2 separate regions of the Capsicum annuum genome follow, and region 2 is linked to region 1. A link is a contact called in public Hi-C data. All regions are on one chromosome and are shown on one strand. The core of a region is the stretch at or near the end of the contact, and the rest is flanking DNA. Distances in the headings are between cores, read along the strand shown.

What was found. Hi-C and Micro-C count contacts between places; a contact is called where the count stands out from the background.
Region 2: a contact with region 1 is called in a Hi-C map of leaf, with 2.2 times the contacts expected there. The contact joins the enhancer-like site here to the promoter of LOC107862979 in region 1. A contact is called at or near these places in 2 of 5 Hi-C or Micro-C datasets (leaf and placenta).

What each region holds. Positions count from the first base shown.
Region 1 is chr3:233,968,011-233,972,844 of UCD10Xv1.1, reverse strand. It overlaps LOC107862979 (thaumatin-like protein 1b), which reads left to right and starts at 2,334. Exons shown (of 4, transcript XM_016708711.2): 1 at 2,334-2,544; 2 at 2,809-3,132; 3 at 3,382-3,643; 4 at 3,735-4,047. The coding sequence starts at 2,538. The coding sequence ends at 3,879. LOC107862978 (DNA-binding protein BIN4) reads right to left here. Exons shown (of 13, transcript XM_016708709.2): 12 at 4,675-4,811; 13 at 4,196-4,593. The coding sequence ends at 4,498.
Region 2 is chr3:234,090,077-234,094,910 of UCD10Xv1.1, reverse strand. LOC107862975 (endonuclease MutS2) reads left to right here. Exons shown (of 19, transcript XM_047408681.1): 18 at 1,559-1,854; 19 at 1,996-2,920. The coding sequence ends at 2,153. Among protein-coding and RNA genes, the nearest start is that of LOC107862975, 25 kb to the left of the region's middle. Within about 2 kb of position 2,835, at least 4 of the 5 cell types and tissues checked have an H3K27ac peak or open chromatin away from gene starts, as enhancers often do. A contact at or near this core is called in leaf, where this site is marked.

The sequences.
Region 1 (4,834 bases), core at 1,085-3,584:
AAACTTATGCCTTTATTTCCCATTATTTCCACTACATCATTTACTTTTAATTTAAATTTCGTATTACTGCTTAAAGTTAATTTTCCAATAAAACCTATGCACATTAGTAAATTATTTTCGCTATTCATTTCTTCGTATCCCTTAGTCTGAATTCCTATTTTAATATTTTGTCCAAATTCTTTTAAATTCATTAGAAAGTCTGGACTTATGTAAAATATTCCTCCATTATTAGTCATATCTACTTCAGTTAATCCTATTATTGATTTTTTAATGTCTGACCATCTATCATCATATATGGTTATCAATACTTTGGATCCTAAATTTTTTCTAGTTAATCCTTTTATTCCTATAACTATTAAACCCATATGCATTAATACCATTCTATTTTTTAAATGTTTTAGAGAGTGAGCATTTACTAAATCTAATATTTTAAAGTCTTCTCCTATGGCAGATATTTGTTCTTCTCTATAATGTCTATATAACTGGTTATCTGTCGAAAAATATCCTGCATTATATAGTGTCTTAGGATTTAGTAATTTTAATTGATGTTGTTGAAAAATTTGTAGGTCTTTGTCTACATCTATTATCTCGTTGAGTTCTTGATTCTGTTCTGCATTAGGTTGTCGTCTGCATATTCTTGCTAATATATTATTATTTCCTATTCTATTTTCTGAAAAACTTATTCTTTGTCTTTCTTCTCCTTGTCCTGTATTATTTTCGATGGCTCTCCGTCTATTTAATAGAAAGTCCATTTTTGTGGTTTTCGTATTATGTTTTTTCGTTCTTGTTTAGGAGTTAATTCAATTCTTTTTAATTGGTTAACTAGTTCGTCTATTTCTAGGTTATTTTTTGGTTGGGTTTCTTTATTTATTAAGATGTCTATTTTCTTGTGTAGTTCGGGTAACTCTGGCTCTTTGTGGAGAGGTTTTTGAGTTTCTTTGCCTTTTATTAAGATGTCTATCTTTTTGTGTAAATCTAATAGTAATTCTATTATAGTGTTATTTTGTTTTAGTAGGATTTTATCTGTTTGACTTGAAGGTATATGCCTAGATAGTCCTTCAGGGTCACTATGATAATTTTTTGATTTTTCTAGTGCTTTATTGTAATTTATATCTTATTCGCTCATGAAAGTGATATTTCTTCTAATCTTTTTGTTATTTCTTGTAAGTCTTTGATTTCCGTTGTTATGTTTTCTACCTGTTCTACAAGCTTAGATATTAGTTGAGTTGTTTTAATTCCAATTCTTTAGGTTTTTCTATTATAGTTGCTATTAGTTTTTCGATTTCAAATTTTGTAGGTATTTTTTTCAAATTAAACTTATGGTTTAAATACTGAATTTTTCTGTCGATTTCTACTTCTTGAGACTTAAGATAATCTAAATTTTGTTCTATCTTATCTAGTGTCTTTTTATATTTATTCTGAGTAACTTCTATGTGGTCTAGAGTTCTTATTATACTATTATCTTTTTCCTGAATTTTTTCGCTTAAATTTATTAGAAAGTCTATTATTGTATTATATTGTTTATCTTCCGAATGTAAAATATGTTCTCCTTGATTAAAATTACACCTTATGGTAGAATTATTTTTTAATATTCTGTATTTCTTTTCAGGTTGGAATCTGAGATCTAGGTAATCGAGATGTTTTAATGAAGCTATCTTGTTTATCCTAAGTGGTTTAAGTTAAGATATTTTTTGCTTAGCTTAGTTTGATATTTTAATCTACTGTTTGTATAGGTTATATCCAAATCTATTTCCTGTATATGTTCTATTAGCCTAGATTGGTCGCTAATTAAAGCTGTTTTATAATAATTTGATGCTATGGTAACTATTTCGTCTGTTTCTTTAAAATTTAAAATATCTTTTTCTATATTTCTTATTTCTTTATTTAACAGCTCTGATCTTTCTACAAATTGTTTTCGGATTTTTACAAGTTGATGTTTATATATAAATTCTCTGTAATATTGACTTTGAATTTCTCGGATAAACTCAATATATCTAATTGGCATTTATTATCCTAACTGATAAGCTTTTCTGTTAATGCGTTCTCTAAGCCACTTTATGGCTGAAGTACTATTTTCTAAGTCTCTCTCACAACCTTGTATCTCCCAATTTACTGCACTTAATAAGTCGTTATAATAAACTTTATATTTTCTATTAACTTTTAGTAGCCTTTTTTGACCTCCTTCTAAATTACGTTTTTTAGTTAATATGTTGTTTCTTTTTCTAATTTCATATATATATATATATATATATATATATATATATATATATATATATTATGGGAATCTAGATACCCTTTTCATAAGGTCTTAACCTTTTTACGCACTACAAACAAAACTGATTCATTTCCAAGATAAATAAAAAACCTAGGTATGGTTTCTATAGACATGTATCCTTGAAATTGCTAAAGAAAGGAATTGCCTCTTTATTGGGAAATGCTAAATCCAGAGGTAGGGTGTTGCAGCTGATGAATTAGCTAAACAACTTACCACTTTGGATTTTGTATCAAATATATCAAATTCCTTTCCACCTACAAATATGGCAGGTTATTTCATTTTTGTGTTCTACATTTCCCCTTAACCCTAGCTCTATTTTCCAGAAGGATAGGAGAAAGACATTAGCCATAAAGTAAAGGACCATAATAATATGCTCAGTATAACATCCTGGAAAGAGCTTACAATTTCGTTGCTTTTTGGCGCGTTGTTTTCTCATTCTTTTGTCAGCAGTTTCACCATTACTAACAATTGCCCGTATACAATATGGCCTGGAACATTGTCTGGTTCCTCATCTCCTCAACTTTCCACGACAGGTTTTCAATTGAATGCTGGCCAAAGTGTCAGGATTCCAAGTGTTGCGGGATGGTCAGGTCGTATTTGGGCAAGAACTGGCTGCACTTTTGATGCGTCTGGTGTTGGCTCTTGTCAAACAGGTGACTGTGGTGGTAGGCTTGAATGTGATGGCCTTGGTGCCACACCACCTGCCTCTCTCTTCGAGATAACTCTAGGGACGGGAGACACCAAAGATTTCTACGATGTCAGCATCGTTGATGGTTATAATCTGCCAATCGTTGCAACACCACAGGGAGTCCATGGTGGATGCAATGCCACTGGTTGTGTTTCCAATATTAACATGGGTAAGCCCCCTATGTAGTTGCTTCCTTCCACCAAGCAAAAGCACTGATACGTATGCGCATGCGCCACTACGCTGAGGCAAATGTGAATAAATCACCAAGCTTCTGTCTCCACTAGAATTTGAACCCTTAATTTTCCATGATTTTTATCCAGCTCATTGACTGCCCGACCATAGTACCATAACATCAGATGCAAATAAGCTTAGAAGCATGAATCAGATAACTAACCGATATTTTTCCAAAAATCTACAGGTTGTCCGAAAGAACTTCAAGTAGTGGGGGGAGATGGAGGAGGAAATGTAGTAGCATGCAAGAGTGCATGTGAGGCCTTTGGTTTAGACCAATATTGCTGTGCAGGAGAGTTTGCCAATCCAACAACTTGTCGTCCATCATTCTATTCCAGCATCTTTAAAAGAGCTTGTCCAAGGGCTTATAGCTATGCATATGATGATGGCACCAGCACCTTTACGTGCAAGGCTTCCGACTACAGAGTCATCTTCTGCCCCATGAATGGGTAATGTGTATAAAGCATATCTCATTATCCAAACACTAGATCTTATGTTTTCAATTTTCCCCTATACTACCACTATTGGAATGTGAAACAGGATGAAGAGACCCAACAGTGGAGAAACAACTCTACCTATTGAAGAAAGTAGAATGGAGAAGTTCCCAGGGATGGTCTCATCGTCAAACATTCTCCTTCCCTTCCCCGTGCTGATTACACTGCTATTTCAGTTTGTATCTCTATAAATAAGTTAAAAACAGCATAAATCAGGATATGATTTGGCGTACAACAAGAGAACTGAGTAGAATTTGACTGGATATATGACAAAGTTAAGGAATGTTATCTCGAGAAATAGCTGGGCATTCCTGAGGAAACTTATAGCAAAACCAATACAAATGGCAACTTATTTACAATATCTGACAGTATCTTGTACTACAACATTGTGCCTCTTTATTTGATTTATTTAGTATCACATTCTGCACACTAACAAAAGTATAGAAAATCAGATGATTCGTTGAATAAAAACAAACAAAGCTCTAAATTCACCCGCATCAGGACAAATACAAAGGAAAAGTATATCACATTCAGAGATTGAAGCTCCCCAGAGGATAGAACTTTTATGGTAATACAACAACAACAACAACATACGCAGTGATGGTAATATGGAGGATCATCATGCGAAAATCTTTCAAATAATGCATATTGTGTGGCCCCTAGCAATTATCTAGTTTCCTACGACACTTTCATTAGCTTTAAAAAAATTATGACCAGAATGAGTAGACAGACGCAGAAGAGAAAAGAACGAAAATGGGAAAAGAAAACAATGAGAATACATAACGATTGAAATGATGTACAGTCATATCTTATTTTTTGCTCTTGCTTTTCTTCTGCGCTTGAGGTTTCTTTTGTACTTTCTTTGGTGTCTTCGCTCCCTTCTTGCCCTTCTTTTGTTCCATAGCCTGCACAGCGAGCTTGAACCTCAATTTATGATCTAGAAAGTGAACCAATTGCTAGTGGTAAAGAAAAAGAACAGAGCCTACCGATGCTTTCTTAGTTTTTGCTTTGACATTCCCATTGGTCTGATTATCAACATTCTCATTCTGGTCGCCTTGGGAAGCTTGTCGTGGCAAATTATCAGCCTCCTCATCCGAATCAAAAGTGAAACCATCAAGAGTCCCTATTAATATAAGAAGGACCGAT
Region 2 (4,834 bases), core at 1,586-4,085, 120 kb before region 1:
TGTACAATACATACATCCTTGTGGTGGGGCCCTTCCCCGGACCCTGTGGGAGCTTTAGTGTGCGGGGCTGCCCCCCCCCCCCCCCCCCCCCCCCCCCCTTTTTTTTTTTTTAGTTTCACCATCTCGAAATGAAATAAGACAGAGTTAAGGATGAGAAACATAGAAAGCTAAGGAAAGTAAATGAATTGTGTCCGTTGTTGGAAAGTATGGCTTTCCTGTTCGGTTTGTGAGCAAGTGGCTTTCCTTTTCGGTTTGTGAGCAAGTGGCTCTTATAAGCTCGAATGTTAGGTTTGCCTTTGCTCCACTAATCATAGATTCATATCCTTCAATGCATCAATGGATGGGTAAACTTAGTGCGTTGCATTCTTATTTCATACCATTGAGGATTAGAAAGAGAAAGAGGTTGTGTACTTGCATGACATAAGTAGCAAGTAAAAATGAGGGTGTTTGTCATCTGTTAATATTATTGAATCCCTTCAACTTTTGTCCACAAGATAAATAATCTCCTCTCCTTTCCACCTGAGAAACCAAACAACAAAGAGAGGGTAAATGCTTCCAGAAGGGAGGAAAAAACATCTATCCCTCCAGCCCTCATCCTTCCCTTTTCCTTTTATAGGATATCCTTTTGGCAGATGCAGAAAAGGTGAAAGGGAAGGACAGGATGATGATCCCACCTTGACCCTTAACTTGCACTAAGTGGATTTCTGTTCCCTTGCTAGTTGAATTACATGCACGTAGAGGTAAATGGAAAACACCCATTTTGTAATAGGAAATTTGTTTTAACAGGGAGTTGCTTCTTCATTTCACTTTCTCGCCATCTTATTACATATGACGTATTTGATTGCAGAACAAATAACAGTTGGAGCCAGAACAGTATTAATCCTTTAAGCATGTGGATGAGTGTGTGTTGTCAGCCCCAGTCCCTCAGTTTCCCGATTGGAATAAGGAGTTCCATGTTCATACTAATGCATCACCCGATGCCATCGGATGTATGTGGCAGTTGGCACTTAAGATGTTAATTTGACACATTGCAGTAGAGATAGTGGAAGAACAATATTTAATGATGGTTGAAAAGTTAGTTTGATTGAAAAGACATCATATCGATTTAAACTTCCTCCTTGTAAAAGGGACGACCCGGTTCATACCTACTCCGTAGGTGTCGGGGAGGGGGGGACCACTCCGGGCCTGACCTACGCGCCCTCACCCCAGCTTCGCTGGAGGGGCGTTTCGAACCCCCGACCCTGGCACACCACGGTAAGCAAGCTTACCGCTGAGCCAAGGCCATCCCTCAAACTTCCTCCTTGTAAAATAAATAAAACGTTGAAACTTCCTAACACGGAAAGAATGTCATAAAATCGAAACAAAGGTAGTAGCTTTAGCTGATTGAGATCTCTGCTGATCATTTATGATTTGAGAAGTTTGGATGACAGAAGATTTCACAGTTCATTTCCTTAAGGATTGTTTTCCCCTCGGCAGCCTTTTGCTCTTCTTTCTTGCAGTAAACTAACTATCGAAAATCTCACATCACGTGTTTTTGTTCTCTGCCTATTTGGTTTAGGCTCACTAAAGATCTCCATCACAAGTTGCTTATTGCCAGAAAAAATCTGAAAGAACACAACATCAGTCTAAGATGGAGAAAGGTACAAGAAATATCTAATGCAGCAGCAGTAGCACGATCTTCCATTCAAAGGAGTGCACGACAATATCGTGCAATTTGTAGTCAACCATCCCAGAAAATACTGGAAACTAATGGACACTCGTCAACTGTGAAGTGTGAAGCTAAAGAAGAAAGTGAAATTTCAGAAGCTACTCCTGCTGTGTCCTCTGCCAGTACATCCAGGCTGCCTGTTTCAGGTAACATAATTTCTTTTTTCTTTCTTTTATGTGATGATCACTATTTCTTGTCAATGGTTTGCTAGCATCTATTATACTTTCTTTATTTTACATGGATCAGATATCCACCATTGTTGGTAATGATCTGTTTTGCCTATGCAGCAGAGAGGAGGAAACTTCCCAATGTTGGTGATTCTGTCCGTGTTCCTTCGCTTAACAAGCAAGCTTTAGTCCTGAAAGTCGATCATTCTAGAGAAGAGCTATTAGTACAAGCTGGTAACATGAAGCTTAAGCTTAAATTAACAGATGTATTGACCTGAAAGGTGCCTGTTCCAGATAGGTTTTTCTTACCTCCATCCTGCAGTGAGAAGTGTCCTTGGGAGTCTGGGATTGGTATTTGAAACTGCTTCTCAGCACCTGCAATTGGCATGATGGAACAGTTAAACTTGCTAAATGCAAAGTAAGAATGGCCGATTGGTATATTTCCTCACTATTCCGTTTTATAATAATATAATAAAATTAGTGCAATAGACGACATATTTTATAGCCTGAGCGTGTATCCAGTTACCAGTTACCGGGGATGCATCTGATGCTATTTGACTAGTACTTTTACAACTGAGATCTAGCCTGCACATGAGGAGATGTACTCAGTTTTCAGCTGCACCATTTCACGATGTTTTGGCGTTTTAAAGGGAGGCCTTGAGGAGAAGTTTCCATCAGAAAATGTGCCCAATGTTAGCAAGCAACCAATAATTTTCAGTTAAAGTGCATGGTGTCACATGCAGGTAGTGTGTCAGGACAAATGAGACTTCTTTGAGGTTGCTCTGCAGGCGATGCTAAAGTTAAGGGGAACTTTTCATTGCTCCTCGTGCAGATTTACTTGCCCTTTTTTGAGCTTGCCAAATTGATTAAGTCAGACTGCTAGATCCTGGATGACAGTTTTACTATCAGTTTATTTGAACTAGGTTGCCTAGTTGCCTTGACTGGTGTGTGCTTATTAGTAACTTCGTTGTGTGCAGAAACGTATAGAATTCATACTTTACTCGTTACTAAATGAAATTGAGATCAAGCTAATTATTAGTCGCTATTCCCTATTTCCACCTTTACTATTCGAACTGCACCCTAAGGGTGTGAAGTCCTCAGATGCAGTGCTTCGGTTTTACTTCAACTTGGTGAATGTCCATATACCAAAATGCCTGATATACAACTGTCATTATTAGGGTTGATGTAGATTATACAAGTGTTGATGCCATTATATTATGTTGTTCCTTGACGTTTGTACGGCTAGAACCTCATTCTGGGACGAATCTCGATTAATGTATTGGTAATATAAAAACTAGCATTTCTAGAAGAAGCCACAAATGGTAAGTCACCATGAAGAGCAAGCCTATTGGTACCAACGCATAATCCAGAATGTCTTTTTTCATTTTGAAATAGGGTGACGATTTGCAAATGACTATCTCTAAGTTAATTTAAGGTTCAAAACTCCAAATGTATAAGTAGTGTAAAACAATCTGTAAATTCTACTGTTTCCCGTCACAGAGCGTGGGAGAACAATTCATTCATTTTGTAACATAAAATAAGTGTCAATAATTCATTTATATCGGACTTGAGGGAGTAATAAGCAAGCAATAATATTCAGTCGTTGAATGTATAGGGAACTATTGGTAGTTTCTCATTCAGTCCTACTTTGTCCCAAAAAACAAAAGCTTATATAATATTTGTCAATCAGTTTTGTAATCCTTTATAAATTTATTTTAGCTATACTTTCCATCTTCTTAAATGAAATCGATGTCGATCTACCTAAACTAATTACTAGTCGCTATTCTCTATTTCCACCTTCATAATACTCCTATTCAAGCTGACAATGCTATTAATATATAAAGATTTTCATTGGATGCTATAATGTGTATAAAGATTTTGTTTTTATTTCCTCCTCTATTTAAGTGTCAAATTTAAGCTTACTTATAGGTGGTTCACATGCATTGCATCGGTTTTATTAATGTAACTAGGTTCCTCATGAATAGTGCTGACAAAATAATTAAAAATTAGAGTATAATAGTTCAACCAGTTCAAAAAATAAATAACTTTGCGAGTCGAAAAATGAGAAAATCAAATTCCAACAACATCAACTTTTACAAAAGTTTTTATATATAGTCATTGACGAATACATGATCATTCATTTTCAAAGTAAGAATACTAATTTAATTCTAGTAGTAATGACAAAATTAACAAGCAGAAGCCATGGATAAATACTCATAATGTTCGTCACTCAAAACTCATATTATATCAGTATTAAATAAGAGTGAATGGACTTTATATATTTTATCTTTTGTCTAACCAATTTTCAATCAACACATCCACGATCTGACTTGCTAATTAATTGCCAATGTCGTCGTGCCAGCCAAAGCAAGTTACTCCCCTCGATTTATTTTTGTTAACTAGTTCTTGAAAGTTTTTATAATATATATATACACACACACTCATATATCTCTAATCTATATCTATAATATATAATCTATATCTATATCTATATCTATATCTATATATCTATAATCTATATCTATATCTATAATATATTAAAAGTGTGAATGCCTTAAAAATATTGTTTGAACTTTTTGTCATTCATTAAAAGTCTTTACTCTATACAAAATCGTCTTTTCAATATTTTTTTTAATATTTAAGAGTTGAAAATTAACTAAATATATTTATGATAAAATATTTCCTTATTAGAAGTCACCAGAATTAATGACAACTAATACTCTTTGCAATAGTTTAAGAATTCTAAATCAGCTAAATTTGATTTTAAGAGGATTTGAAAACTAATACTTTTTGCAATAGTTTGAGAATTCTAAATCAACTAAATTTGATTTTAAGAGGATTTAAAAAATCTAGAAATAAATATAAAATTGTTAGAATAAGAAAAATTTAAGAAGTACCATTACTGAAAAACACCCTAGAGAGATGGATCATACACGGATCAAATACATGCTTCTGGAGT